Linked DNA regions of Mus musculus: region 1 is linked to region 2. A link is a contact called in public Hi-C data. All regions are on one chromosome and are shown on one strand. Each heading gives the region's core, a stretch centred on a gene start, on an enhancer-like site or on the middle of the called end of the contact. The rest is flanking DNA. Distances are from core to core; before and after follow the strand shown. Region 1 holds the start of Calcb (calcitonin-related polypeptide, beta). Region 2 has its middle 33 kb from the start of Calca.

The links. Hi-C and Micro-C count contacts between places; a contact is called where the count stands out from the background.
Region 1: a contact with region 2 is called in a Hi-C map of CD8 T cells, with 2.2 times the contacts expected there. The contact joins the promoter of Calcb here to the enhancer-like site in region 2. A contact is called at or near these places in 5 of 39 promoter capture datasets (cranial neural crest, embryonic stem cells, macrophages and 2 more), 1 of 15 datasets of contacts at CTCF or cohesin (CD8 T cells), 12 of 484 Hi-C or Micro-C datasets (the BV-2 cell line, the C2C12 cell line, CD8 T cells and 8 more), 2 of 115 datasets of contacts at active chromatin or transcription factors (Th17 cells and bone marrow-derived macrophages) and 3 of 9 other capture datasets (adipose tissue, liver and pancreatic islet).

Annotation. Positions count from the first base shown.
Region 1 is chr7:114,715,177-114,722,465 of GRCm38.p6, reverse strand. Calcb (calcitonin-related polypeptide, beta) reads right to left here and starts at 3,823. Exons shown (of 5, transcript NM_054084.2): 1 at 3,744-3,823; 2 at 2,636-2,731; 3 at 2,252-2,392; 4 at 305-491. The coding sequence starts at 2,724. The coding sequence ends at 329.
Region 2 is chr7:114,665,256-114,672,760 of GRCm38.p6, reverse strand. No RefSeq gene overlaps it. Among named protein-coding and RNA genes, the nearest start is that of Calca, 33 kb to the right of the region's middle. Within about 2 kb of position 1,685, at least 17 of the 459 cell types and tissues checked have an H3K27ac peak or open chromatin away from gene starts, as enhancers often do. A contact at or near this core is called in CD8 T cells, Th1 cells and Th17 cells, where this site is marked.

The sequences.
Region 1 (7,289 bases), core at 2,574-5,073, 48 kb before region 2:
TAGAGCCCTGTCGAAGCTGGGCCCATGTGTGAGGTGTGGCACTGGGTAAGATTGGCAGGTCCTTCCCTGTCCAAATCCAGGCAGCATTTTTCTCTCTTCTCAGCAACAAGGCACTGCTTCTATGCAGTCTCTCCTGCCTTTCTGATTTCATTTTCAAACTCAGTTCGAGAAGGAACTTACTACCTCAGGAAGAGAACTAGTATTAAATATATAGGACCCCAAGGTCCTACAACAGTCGGTGGGCTTCATGATGTGGATCTTAGCTCCCCAGTCCTTCCTCTCCCAATCCTGAGTACAAAATCACCTTCTTCCTGGAGCTGCTAGTGACTCAGGCCTGCAGGTCCCTGCGGCGGCGGCGGCCGAAGGCTTCAGAGCCCACATCGGTGGGCACAAAGTTGTCCTTCAGCACACCTCCTGATCTGCTCAGCAGGTCTGCCAGCCGATGGGTCACACAGGTGGCAGTGTTGCAGGATCTCTTCTGAGCAGTGACACTGATATTCAGGATGGAAGAGAAGAAGAGAAGTCTTGTCAGTGAGGTCTGGGGAGTTCCTACCCCCTGGGAACTGCAGTCCTCCAACCTGCCACTTAACCGTAAGTGTTTCTCCTAAGTGCATTTATCGAAGCCATTCAGGGAAATGACCTGAGAGTCTTTGCTAGAAACTCTTTCTCAAACCATCACCAAATAGAAACAAAACAAAACAAAACAAAACAAAAACAAACCAAAAAAAAAAAAAAAAAAAAAAACCCTTTTACCTTGCTGAAGTTAAGAACAGCATTTGTAGCATCAGCTCAGAAGTGCTTATCTGATCCTTAGCATGCTTGATGTCATTGCTGTGTCACAGAGACAAGCCCTGTGCCTAGCTCCCCTGAAACTAAGGCTCTTTCCTAGGCCCTGGCCACTCATAAGCTTCAGAGGTTGACCAGAGCAATGATCACTGCAACTCTGATTCTTCTAGGAAAATTAGTGAGATGTAAGGAATGTGCTCATTCCAGTCTTCAGGAGCAGGTAATGAACTGCTATCTAAAGGCTCCAGAAGGCTCCCTTCCTGCCTCTGACTTCAGTTCTTGCCCTTTCCACTCTGGGCCACTGATTCTCCGACACACTAAAGCTGCTGTTGCCAGTTTGCAGAGAAATGCACACGCAACAGATTTTTTTTTTTAAAAAAAGGACCAAGAGAGGAAATTAGGAAGGACTCAGAAGGCTCCAGTAGCATCCTGGACACTTCAAACCAAAAGCAATGGACCTTCTGCAAGCAACCTGCTGTGTTCTTGTCTTGTCATGGTGTTTCAGGCCTGGAGTCCATACCAGAGATGGCAGGAACGTTGTTCAGATCCTGTTGCTCAGATCCTGCACCTACATGCCCAGAACCCTATTTAGATCCCATGCCACTTAGATCTGGGACTGTCCAGACTGCAGGCAGGGAAGACATGTCAAGCAGCACTAAACACCAGGGGCTAATCTTACGGCAGTCAGCAGGTTAAACTAGGCAGGGGGACTAGAAGTTGGGGCAGGAGATGGTAGAGGTAGAGTTCTCACAAATTCCATTGGGAAGGCTCAGAGTTGCAGTAAGCCAGGACAGTGTGGAGAAGGGCAAAGAAAATTGGTGACTCTTTCTGGCATTCCATGTGTTGTTTGTCTTTCATGCTGCCAGGGATTGGGGTGGGGGGGGGGGGACGGTGGATCAGGGTGTAGGTCAACATATTGCTTTTCTTTGGAACCAGGCCAGAGTTGGTCTCTTTCAGGGCTAGGAGCACATGGGCCCTGTAACAATGTAACATGGGACCCTGTAACAATGTGTACACATCTATGAATGCCCCGACCTACCTCAGACTCTGTGCTACCTGTCCCAGACCCCTTCTACCCCAACAACTTTTCCTTGTAAGTGTGGAATGAAGGCTCCTTGACAGTTGAAAGAGCAGCAAATGTTGGAAGCTGTTAAAGCTTCCTGAAATTCTAGTCCATCCTCTGGCACCACACTTACCAGTCCTACCTCAGCAGGTTCAGCGATGTTGATGTTTCCCCATCAGTGCAATCCAAATCCCTTCTACATCTCCTCATTTCTTTTCCCAAGAGTTTTCAGGAGAAACAACATTGTAATGTGTCTAACAACTATGAGCCCCTCTGGTGGTACTGGAAGCTCTGTGGGAGGCTAGGACTCACGTTTAGTTCCTTGGACTGCTGGCCACTGTCTCTCGACCTCTCTGGAATAAGTCCTCCTACATGTGGGGGTCAGATGGGGAGGAGACTTACCGGGAGCCCTTAGTCTCTTGCTCCTCCTGTTCCAGCTTCCTGGCCTTCATCTGCTCATAGTCCTGCATCAGTGCAGCAAGCAAGAGATGTTTTTCCTGGTCGCCGAGGGTGCCCAGGTCTAGGCTGCTCTCCAAAGCGGACCTGTGGAGGTAGCAAAGCCAGTGCAGGTTCTGATTCCCTGCCTATCTCCTCCCCAAATAAGAAACCAAGCTTCCTAGCCCTTGCTTCTTCCCTAGGGGCGTAGCGGTCTGGTCATTAGGCCAGTTCCCACATGAGGGCGCTGAATTACCAATAACCAAGTAGGGCTACAGAGCCGCAGAGTTGACACACCCCAGGGGCAGCCGGAGGAGAGCCAGACTGCACTTCTGATTCAGGTTAATTTACCTGAAAGGGGCAGCCTGGAGGCTGCTGGCCAGGCACAGGACCCATATGCTGCTGAGAGCCAGAAAAGGAAAGAACTTCCAAAAGTCCATGATGTCTCTGTAAGAAGAGAAGAATGGTCCAATTGCTCAGGACTATAGACCCAGGTTCTATTTCTCCTACCACACTGCAGCTCTCAAAACGTGCAGTAGATGCAGTGTGGTGAGTGGCTTGATAGAGCAGAAACGAGTGGGGGAGAGTAGATGTGGTTTGCAGTTTCTGCTCGGTTTAAGAACAAGGAGGAGCTACCGGCACTCATTTGCCCCCAGCTTGCAGGAGAACACACGTGCCGCGCCCCTTTGGCTCTCATCTGTGAAGAAACCAAAAACCACCCAGAGATCCCTGCGCCTTGCTGTCCCGCTGCTAAGGATTTCTAACAGGTTGAAATTATTATAATCACCCTTTCTGAGAGGTTGCCCTGGGGAAGAAAGTTAACTTGGAACTAATCCCCCTCTCTCCATCTGCAGAGTTGGGAGATTTTTTTTTTTAAACTACCTCAGAACCGCAGATGAGGACTCCTCCTCCCCACAGCGAAGCGAGACCCACCTGCTTGCTGATAACCCCAGGAGGCTAAAGGCTGGAAACATCTGAGAGAAAAGATCAGTGCTCCCCAATCCCGAATCCAAGGAACTCTTTAACCTAAAACTGGTTAGGATGCGGCAAGACCACCTTCCCTCAAGGAGGGGGCACAGACGCGCCTAGATAGGGTCGCCCAGCTTCCAGTGCTGCTGAGTAGTCGTAGGGGTCCCACTTACTTTAGTTAAAAGAAAATGTCAAGACTGTACTTTCTGACAATGGCTGCAGGAAGGCGGAAATGTATGTGGAATGATAAGGAACCAGGACAGCAAAGGGATCCAAGTAGAGTGGGGTGTGGTGGCTTGCGCCTGTAATCCGCATCCTTAGGATGCTGAGAAAGGAGAACCTTAGCGTTTGAGACGAACCAACTTGAGCTATATAGTGGGTGCCAGGCCAACTTAGACTACAGTGTGAAATACTGCATTAAAAAGAGCAACCAAAAGGAAACAAACTAAAGGAGAGAGAGCTGTAGGCGTTGAGAAGTTAAGTTTCTCACCTGCTAGCCCGTGTTGGAACAGCGAGAGTGAAGTGTCCACTGCAGAAGAGCACACACACACGGCTGTAGGCGTCTTGTCCCCAGAGCCGTGGTCTCTTATTCTCGATCTTGAGGGTGTGGGGGGTCCGCAGTAGCTCTTCCACCAATCAGAGCTCTGACCGAGCTTCCATAACGTCATAGCTGGAGCTACTTACACTTCTGCAGGAGGGAGGCAGCAGTCCACTCCCTGTCTTTGAGGTCATTGCTGAGGAACCGGGTAGGAGTGGGAGTGGGGGTGGGGTAAGGATACAGAGAGGGTGAATTCGTCCAGAATGTGAGCAAACCTGAGTTTGACATCACGACCTCTTTAATACCTGAACTCCAGCCTACAACCTTTTGCTGCCCACTCCAATGGGGACCTGAACCTCGTAGCTGGACTCCCACGCAGGCTGAGTAGCACTCCCAGGTTCTAAAAGGACTTCAGTAGATACATCCACGATGATGACTGTCACAGGAAGAAGCGGGTCCTTGGATACATTAGGGTACTTCTGTCATACCTGTCCCAAATGGGCACTCTAGCAGTGCGTGCTTCCCATCACCTAATAAGGATAGAAACTAGAGAGTATTGTGGAGCAGCAGGCTAACAGACTGCACAGGGAACTGGGCTTTCTCCTCCTGTACCAGACCTTCCAAATCCTGCGCTATGGTTTTTACATCCCTCCCCCGCCCCCATTCAAATCCCCAGACCTCACACTGCTGTAGCAGTGTAGATTAAAGCACTTCCAAGCATCCCTGGCGGGTTTGCCTAGCAGGAGGCTGGCGCTCAGATGGCAGTTCCCTTCCCCTCCCCTGCATCTCCACCACCCCACTCTGCAGAGCTTGAGAGCTGAGCCAGGGTCCTGCACAGGCCACCTGAGCAACCCAGGGGTCAGCAGGGAACTTTCACACTCACTCAGCTGCTGGTTAAGCATCCATAGGTTCAGGCATCCGACAGCTGGCAGGTGACCTTTGGCATTAACACACCGTGTCACTGAGGAATACTCGGTTCACTTGCCTTCAGCAGAAGACTGTGTGCACGCACTAACCCAAATCAGTTGAGCTTTGGCCAAAAATAATCTCACATTTCTGCTTTCAGAATCAGGCATGAATTATGTGCACTGGGATAGGCACATCACCACTCTGGCCTAACCATGGGCATCACAAGTGCCCACCCAAGAAAAAGAACTGAGTATCTCCTGTTTTCCACGTCGCCCATTCTTCCAGGTGTGAGGAGAAGATACGCGGTGCTCAGCTACTAGAAAGTGAACTGACATCATTCCCAAGGCTTCAGGCTTTCCCTCTCCGCTGCTTGGTTGCAGCACAAGGACTCTCCAAGTGCCCAGCTTGCTGGGGGTTCCAGTAATGTGTGGAAAAGGCTATACCTGTGGCTTGGGAGATCCACACCTGGCCCTCAGTTTCTGAGAATCAGAAAGGAACTCAGTGTGTTTACTCAGGTCCTCTGAGTCACTTTTCTGATTCAGGTCCTAGTTGTTGGAGCAAGGGCAGATGATACCACCCTCCCTCAATTAAAAAAAAAACCCCAACTGGGAAACTCCCGCTGGCCTCCAGTCCTCAATGTGGTGAGGAGGATGGGAGGCAGTTTCCCCAGGAACCTAGATGTAGATCAAAGTTGCCCCCAGCAGAGGCATAGGATGGCTTTGTAATGATTTTTTTTTTGGTAATTGGTAGGGCACCCAACCAATGCTCTCTAGAGGAATTTCTTCATGAAAACAAGGTCCTTCTCCATCTAGATTGTGAGTTCACTTTTGGATGGAAGGAAAATCATGGGAATGACCTTTTTTGGTTTGAGGGTCTTCTCTCCAAAAGTCCTACAAATAATAGGGTGACATCTGTGTCCCTCTTCTGGATTTGGGACTTGAAAAGTGCCTGTAGAATGTAAAGGTGAATCTGTGAGGTGAAAAGTACCCGAATCCCCATACTTCTGTCACTGTCATTGGGGTCTGGCAAAGCTGTGATGTAGTAATTGCAAGCATCATTTTCCATGGGCACTCGGCCATCATTAAAAGGGAGAGAGTAGATGAAGATAGCCCCACTTCCAGCTTTCCAGTCTGACCCAGCCATCAGTAACATGCATGAGGAAGCAAGAAGTAAGAAGAGGGATAAAGCAGGAATCTTGATACGGTCTGCTGAGAAAACCTCAGAATATTTATTTATTTATTTGGGAGAACACAGAACCTTGAGAGTAGACCATATATATATATATATATATATATATATATCTCCAAAGATAATATCTGCAACACCTGAACTTTTCAGAAGTCTTAAGATAGCCAGAGGGCAGTCAGGAGCACAGTCCCCAGCTGTGCTCAACACACAGCCTGGTGCTGACTGACTAGGATAGAATATGCAGTAGTTTCTGTAAAGGCATCCAGCATCCCTGACCAACAAAAATAATTACAGCCAGTTCAGCAAGTTGGTTATCTTCTTAGGAGCCCCACAGGGCCAGTTACCTCTCTGTATACCCAGAATTATTTGACCTGTTTTTGTTTTTGTTTTTGTTTTTTAAATTCCTTACTTCCTTGCCCCGTGAATGGTGCATAGTATATACAGAACAAACTGGTGAAGTTAGAAAGAGTGATAACAGTGAACCAATGAACACTTCCAGAGGCCGTCAGCCTAGAATCAGACAGCGAATTTACAGCCAAATTAAGGAGGGTTGTAGACCCCATTTAGAGCCCTTAGGTGAAAGCACACATTGCTGATCCAAAGATATACACATTTCATTTAATCAGAGGAATGGATGTATTGGTGGAACTTTCTGGAACCAAGTGTCAGAGGAAGTACTAAAGACTTCTCAGGAGAGTCCATCAGCTGGAAAAGCAAAACAAGGTACTTTCTCTCAACCCAGCTTAGAATCATATTAGTGAATGAAGACAAGAAGGTAATTTGCTTTCTAAATGGAGGAAATTGCATCTTGTTTTCCCTGGAACTGGCCTGAGCTTCAAGCTGTCTCCCACCGACTTAACTAGCATAAAGAATGCTTTCCTAGGAACTTATCTGGCTTTTAAATTTTTTCTTTGATATTTTGATGCTCAGCTTAAATATTTTGCACACCATTAATTGTAAACTTTGGGAAGGTCTGTCTTGAATTTTTAGATAAATACAAATTTGGGCTGTCTGGCTTTGGAAGTTTTGGAAATGTAAGGGTGATGGTTAGTCTCTACTGTCAACTTGATGGGATTTAGAGTCACCATGAAATAAAAAATGCCTGGACATATCTGTGAGAGGTTTTTCTAGATTAGAGTAATTGAAGGGGGGAAGCCAAGTCAAATGTGGGTTGCACCATTTCCGGCGTAGTCCCAAGCCCTCAAATGGGGCAGAAAGCAAGCACAACATGGGTATGTGCATTTCTCTCAGCTATCTGACTGTGTGCAATGTGACCAGCTGACTCAGGCTCCTGCAGCCATGCCTACCTTGCATGAGGTAGAACTCCTATTAAACTGCAAGCCACAACAAACCTCCTCTCTACGCTGCTTTTCATCATAGCAACAAGAAGAACAACTAGTA
Region 2 (7,505 bases), core at 436-2,935:
CAGAAGACTCGAGATCCATAAACTAATGTTATACAGAACATGCTTATACAGTGAAGGAAAAAATACTCTGCACAAATGTTCACTTTTCTACAAGCAAAATTGATATTAAATTCTCCTTTAAAATTATCAATCTTTATAAATCCTCATCATCATGAATTTCCAAGAAGAATTAGATTTACAGTTTCTCAAGCTTACGTAATAACAGGAACTTGAGTGTGAAGCAGTACTAATCAATATCCACTGGTCCAGCATTTTCCACCCAGCACCTGAAAGCACTGTTTTCCAAAATGAAATCAGTTTGTCAACAACCTCTGCATATGCTCTGTAAGCATCATTCTCTGTCCATATTTTTACTGAGGTATCCATCCATACGTTTCTACAGAGTTCAAAATAGTGCCTTCAAGCTATTTTTCCCTTCTTATATTTACTTACATATTCATATATATGTGTGTGTATATATGTATATGTATATGTATATGTATATGTATATGTATATGTATATGTATATGTATATGTATATGTATATGTATATGTATATATGTGTGTATATATATAGGTATATATGTGTGTGTGTATATATATATATATGTATATATACATATATATATATACACAGGGGTTGGGGTTTTTGGTTTTTTTGTTGGTTTTGTTTGTTTGTTTGTTTGTTTGTTTTGTTTCGTTTGTTTGTTTGTTTGTTTGTTTCGAGACAGGATTTCTCTGTGTAGCCCTGGCTGTCCTGGAACTCACTCTGTAGACCAGGCTGTCCTCGAACTCAGAAATCCAACAGCCTCTGCCTCCCAATTGCTGAGGTTATAGGCATGCGCCACCACTGCCCGGCCACTTATATATTTCTTATATTTACTTAAAATGTGCTGCAACCAGTGCACTTACTAAGCACTTAGCATGGGCCAAACATGAACCAAGGTGCTGGGTATACATTTCAGCAAACAAGGCACACATGATTTTGATCATTGTGAATTCTAGAGAAAGCAAAGAAAGATACACAGATTGTCAGTTGCTGATCAGTATTATGGAAAAATCAAACAGAAAGTGAACCAAACTTTTAAAATAGAAAGCAGTGTGATGTGCTCTGCATCTTTACAGCATCACTTCCACCATGGTGAACAGACACTGTGGGGACTGGCACCGAGAAGAGGAACAGGAAACCCAGTGGAGAAGCTGACTCACCCACCTGTGAGATTCCCTAGCTAGAACAGGGTAGCCCAGAGATTTTACAGAGCAGTGAGCCTGAGCAGGCTGCTCACCTCCCTGCCTGTGTATCTTGAACTGCATTGCTCCAGTTTTCTTTCTGTTTCCTATGGGTCTTAGAAATACTAAATGTATGTCTCTCACAAGACAAGAGAACAAAACAAACCTGACATCTTCTTATCCCCTAAACCAAATTAAGAAAAGGTGGAATTCAGTATTGTCTCCTCCCTTCCCTTGATTTAAGTCAGGATGTCTAGAGTTAGAAACTGAGGCAGGGGGGTTATAGGTGTGCTAGCTTTACATCAGCATCACAAAATACCCAAGTATTGACCAAGTTATGAAGAAAGACTTACCTTCAGCTCCCAGTTTCAGAACTTCAGTCTGTGGTCAGTTTGGTTGTTTTGAAGTCTGTGGTAAGGAAGTACATCTGGGCAGGGAGCAGGCAGTGACAGAACTATTCACCTCATGGTGGCCCAAAAGCAAAACATAGGCACGACAGGAAGGACCACAGACCTCTCCCTTTCAAGAGGTGCTACAAGGATCCTCTAACTAGGTTCCACTGCCCAGCAGCACACAGGCTGGAGACCAGGTTTTAACACCGAGTAAGGCAGCAGGGGACGCACTTAAGATCTAAACTATGACATTGGGGAAGTTACTCCCCTAAGCAAAAGGGTGTGAGGACATGGGGCAAGGCAAGAAAGCAAAGTTAGAAGAACAGCGTCTCTCCTCTAACAAAATACTGCATGAGTGATGGACAGGAAGGGAAGAAATGAAAGAGAATGGGGCACTATTTGGAAAAAGAAGAAGGCCAGCAGGGCTTGGAATCCAAAAGGTTGCAGTGCTGGGCAACTATGAGCAATGAACTTGAACAATGACTATGAACACACATGAACTTGTCATATGAAACCTACTGTTTTGTGCAATGAATACAGTCATAACAGAAAGAAGAAGCAGAAAGCTAAGTAATTATGTCTCAGCTAGGTAGTAGCCTCAGTGTGGTCCTGCAGAGTGCCCTAGAGAAATGTACCATGGAGAGGTTCTCTCCTAGAGCAGAGGGTTGGCCTCCATCAGCCATTTCTTCTCCCATCCTCAGGAGGACACACCTTTCGTGTCTTGTCTCATTTCCCTCACCGGCACACCCTTCTCCACAGAACTATTTCTCACTGGGAACCCTCAGCTATGGACTGATCAATATAGGGTATAAAGGCTAGTACCCTTGCCTCAAGGCCAAGAAAGGTAGCTGCTATTCACACTGCTGAGCGGGGGCGCAGCTCAGGCTGCACTTTAGCTGAATCTGCCTTTTGCTTTGGTTTCTTCCCATCCCTAGCTTCATGCCTCATTATTGTAAACAAGCTCCTTTTGAGAGCAAGTTCTCAGTGAAGCAGAAGAACTCCCTGCTGTAGTTGTAGCATTTGCTAAGGAATTGTTGCCTGGCAACAATTGTCCCCCTGATACTGCAGCAGACACCTACTTCCTGCTGCCCCACGGTGATTCTACGTTTGTAACCCCAAAACAGCTCAAGCTACTTCTTACTGTCTTTCTAGTCCTGCCACCCTCCAGCTATACTCCTGTTAAGAATCACCTGGGACTCCCAGCAAAAAAGGCACTTTCTGGCTTTATTTTCCAATACTGACCTCTCTGGTTGGTCTAGGAAGCTGCACTTTTTATTTTTAATTAATTATTTTATTTACTTACATTTCAAATGTTGTCTCCCTTCCTGGTTCTCCCTCCACAAGCCCCCCATCTCCCTTCCCCTTTGACTCTAAGAGGGTGCTCCCCCACCTACCCACCCACTCCCACTTCCTCCCTCTAGAATCCCCCTTCTCTGGAGCATCAAGCCTCCACAGGTCCAAGCACATCCCCTCCCCCTGAGGCCAGGCAAAGCCATCCTCTGCTACATATGTAGTGGGGACCATGGGCCAGCTCGTGTATGCAATTTGTTTGGTGGCTTAGTCCCTGGGATCTCTGGGGGGTCCAATTAGTTGATACTGTTGTTCTTCCTATGGGGTTGCAATCCCCTTTGAAGCTGCACTTCTTTTCGAGTGTGCCTACTACTTATCCTGAAGGAGTTCAGGCTCGGAAAAATGCTCATTCCTCCTTTCCAATCCCATTGCCTCTACTTAAAATTGAGCCTGAACAAAAAGAAAGAAAGAGAGAGAGAGGGGAGAGAGAGAGAGAGAGAGAGAGAGAGAGAGAGAGAGAGAGAGAGAGAGAGAGAGAGAGAGAGGTGGCTGCTCTTAGGTAGACACATTTGGGAGAGTCCAGAGTGGTCATGACCAGGCTTAGGTGGTCCACATGGGGAGAGAGGGAGGGCAAGGGAAGGGAGAAGAAAGGGGAGCCAGGAGGTTCAAAAAGATGGGTGGTGGGTAACCACAATGTCTGTATCATATAGGGAAGAGCCTTCTGTGGAAGGGCAGCCCAGTCCCTGAGCTGGAGAGCTCAGGGTAGAGGACAGGGTATGCCAGCCATACTCTGTAACAGGCAGAGATTGAGAGATGTTGAGACGGGGGCGGGAGGGGGGATCTCACTTCTGTGTTCCTTTATAATGTAATGCATTTCTTGTTTCTTGTCTATCCAAGGAGGCCTCATATGAACTGAGCTGAAAGCCTCTTCCATTATCACCTCCCCATTATTATACTAACCTTTGGCACTGGGCCTACTGCAGTGTGTTGTAATGGTTTCCCAACAAAGTCTTCCTACAAGAACGACATAGTTCAAATATCTTGACTTAACAGAACTGTCTTATCTTTTCTTATCAGCCTGCCCATAGAGACTATAGATTGGATTTACTTTGGTATAGGCAGCAAGACATTAGCCATCCAAGCCCTATCTAAGCCTGAGGATGCATTAGTTCTGAGAACTAATAGATAGGAGAGGCACAAGCACATTGGCATCACCCCAGGAACCAACTCCAGATTCCAACCCTTACTTTGGGGTGGCATAGGTCTTGGAGGAGTTCTGCTAGCCCCTGAGCTTTTAAAGTCTCTGGCCCTACCTAAAGGACCGTTCCTAGAACCTAGGTTACAAGAGTAGTCTTTAATGCCACAGCCTTCCTGGAAAGGAGCATGTAGAGTCAGATTAAGGTCACAGTTTTGAACACAGATGGGGCTGGGTTTAGGGACAAACATACCTAGATTTGATTCTGATCTCACTTACTAGCCTGCCTCCCTGGGAACAAAGTATTTAACTTTTCATAGGCTCTACTTCTGAAATAAACAGATGCATTAAAAATAAATAAAGCAGAGCCGGGCGAGGTGGCGCACGCCTTTAATCCCAGAATTTGGGAGGCAGAGGCAGGCAGATTTCTGAGTTCAAGGCCAGCCTGGTCTACAAAGTGAGTTCCAGGACAGCCAGGGCTATGCAGAGAAACCCTGCCTCAAAAAATCAAACAAACAAACAAACAAACAAACAAATAAATAAAGCACATAGATTTGCTCATAGGATTAAGTTACATAATGATTGTCATGGATTTGATACAATGCACAAAGGCATAGAGGAGTGAGGATGTGCTTGGCTTCCTGCTCAGGACTTACCCAGGGGCAGTAGCACCCAGGATTCTGTCATCTCTTGGGATTCTTGCCTGTTCCCTCTGTTCCACTGCTCAGTACTGCCTCCACCCCTACCCCTCATTGCTGATGAGGCTGTTCCCATACCCCAACCTTTCTCAAACCAAGAAACTCAACTGAGTATCCTACCTTGACACAGTAGGATGGTCAAAACAACATTCATGCTGCAACCTTTCTTTGTCTTTGTTACTTCACTGACCTCTCACAGTGCCCTGTGAGCTTGGTTATCTACTTTACATACTAGAGATTAAGTGAGGCTACTCTGTGTCAGCAGTCAGGGATCAGGTCTGCTTGCTCACCCTTCAGGTGGCATGCCAAATATCTCTCCTAGGTTTAAAGAGTTATAAAATATGAACTAACCGAATATTATACACACAGGACAGTCTAAGCTCCTACATTACTCTTTCAAATATAGCCTCTGTAATCTATATCACACAGCACTTTAGTAATGACATAATCCATTAAAAATAAGAGCGAAGGCTCTTCTGTTATTGCCCAAAAGTTTACATCGTCTTTCCCCCTTGATATTCACCGTAATGGATTTCATTCTGTGTCTGAGGGCCTTTATCCATTTTGTTTCACTATCTTCTGAAAAAAAAAAATAAATGCATTTTTTAAATTTCTTGTGCCTATAATACTCCCTAAATGTTCTTTCTAAAGTGAATTGTTTCAAAAGTTATTAATAGAAATGATTAAGACATCATAAATTTGTTACACATTTTGGTAAATAAGTATAAGAAGTCAATTGTTACTGGAAGCACATCTCTTAGGGAAATGATGGATTGAATGTTTTTTAATCAGTTCCAGCATCCGCCCACGAGCAATACTTCTTACTAAAATGAAATGTGCTCAGCCGCAGTCCTACTACTATTTTTGTAGTTGTTTTAATAAATATGAAAGCTGAGCAACATCATTCACATAAAAAAATGAGAATGAAATGGAAGAAATTTTGTCATAGCAATATTCACGATCTTCTAGCCTACTTCTGAGTAAATGCCAGGAAGTGATTTGGCTTTAAAACCAATTGTTAGCAATCTGTAAGATAACAACGTGATAGGGTTTCTTTTCAATTTTATTGAAAACCATTTAAAAAATTTTTTTCCAAGGACTTATTTGCTCATATATTTTAGGGTTTTGCCTGCATGCATGTCTATATACCATCAGATCCCATTATACATTGTTGTGAGCCTCAATGTGGGGGCTGGGAATTGAACTCAGAACCTCTGGAAGAGCAGCCAGGGCTTTTTACCACTGAGCTATTTCTCCAGACTCTTGCCAAAGATTTTTAATTGCAGTCTTTGCTTTATCAGCACTAGCACCAAAATTCCAAATAGATCTTTTGGGCACCCCGAAGTCCTACACTCTAAGAAGAAAACTTACCATGCAGCACCTTTTAACTTGCCATACTTTTAGGATGTTTGCTTCAAAACAAATTCTGGTTTGGAGTAAACTATGCTGTACTTCTCCCCAGGGAGTTGACTGTGTGGGTGGTATTGTCAAACATTTTATGCAATTTGAACTTTCTAAGGCTCAAAAGACAGCACTCCAAAGCCAGCTACTTTGGGATGGTAAAAGGTCTTTTAATTGACTTCAGAATCAAAGTCCTTCTTGCCTCCTTTCCTTCCTAGAGCAGACAGAGTATTTCTGTGAAGGTCCCTTATCTGACTTAAGTCTAGATCTGCCAAAGAAGAAAAGATTGCCTCAGGTCCTCTCTCTGAGTTTTCAGTAGCTAAACTCATATTGCAAATTGGAAGACTAAAATATGTCCACACAGCCAGACCAACTTTGTCACACATCTTTGTCCTCTGTCTTGCTGTACTTACCAAACAGACTTTGTTATAAACCACTCCAAATTACATTGTATTATTAAAATTACTATTTAATTATAAAAATTACTAGATATTACTTATTATGCCTTTCAAAACTGTCCACATTTCCACTTCTACTTTACAGAAACAAAGTATATAAACTTCTGAATAGCATTGGCATCACACTTGTATGACTCTCCCCAAACTATAACTTCTTACATCACTTTATCTGCATGTCTTTTCTTCTAATTATCTGTATTTGTCAGTTTGTTCCAGATAATATTGAGAGGATGAAGGGCAAATTTCCCCTCTGCCCTTACATATACAATAAACTACTACTACTACCTGATTTAAGTTAGCACTTTTCAAATTCTTTTCAATCAGCTCTAGATTACATGTCTAAAAGCACTTAAATGTATTTTTCTTATACGTCTATGTTGTATAATTGACACTGTGCACAAAATGAAAAGTAGTGGCATAGTTTTGTAGAGAGATAGTGGTTTATGTATGTGTGAATGTATATACGTGTGTGTATAGTTATATGTGTGTGATTGTGTGCATTTGTGTGTGTGGTTGTATATGTGTGTGTTTATATGCATGTGTGTGATTGTGTGTGTGTGGTTGTGTATATGTGCAATATTGTGTGTGTGATTACATATGTATGTTTGTGTATGTGTGTATTTGTGCATGAGTTTGTGATTGTGTTTGTGTGTGTGTGTGTGGTTGTGTGGTTTTGTGTGTTTGTGTGTGATTGTGTGTGTGTGTGTGTGGTTGTGTGTGTGTGTGTGGTTTTGTGTGTTTGTGTGTGATTGTGTGTGTGTGCCTGTGAAGTATCTGAGAAAGGTGAAGACAGTGGTTTTGGAATTTACATAAAATAGACTCGGAAGACTGAAGAAAATGAGCATTAGCCATTAGACAAGAC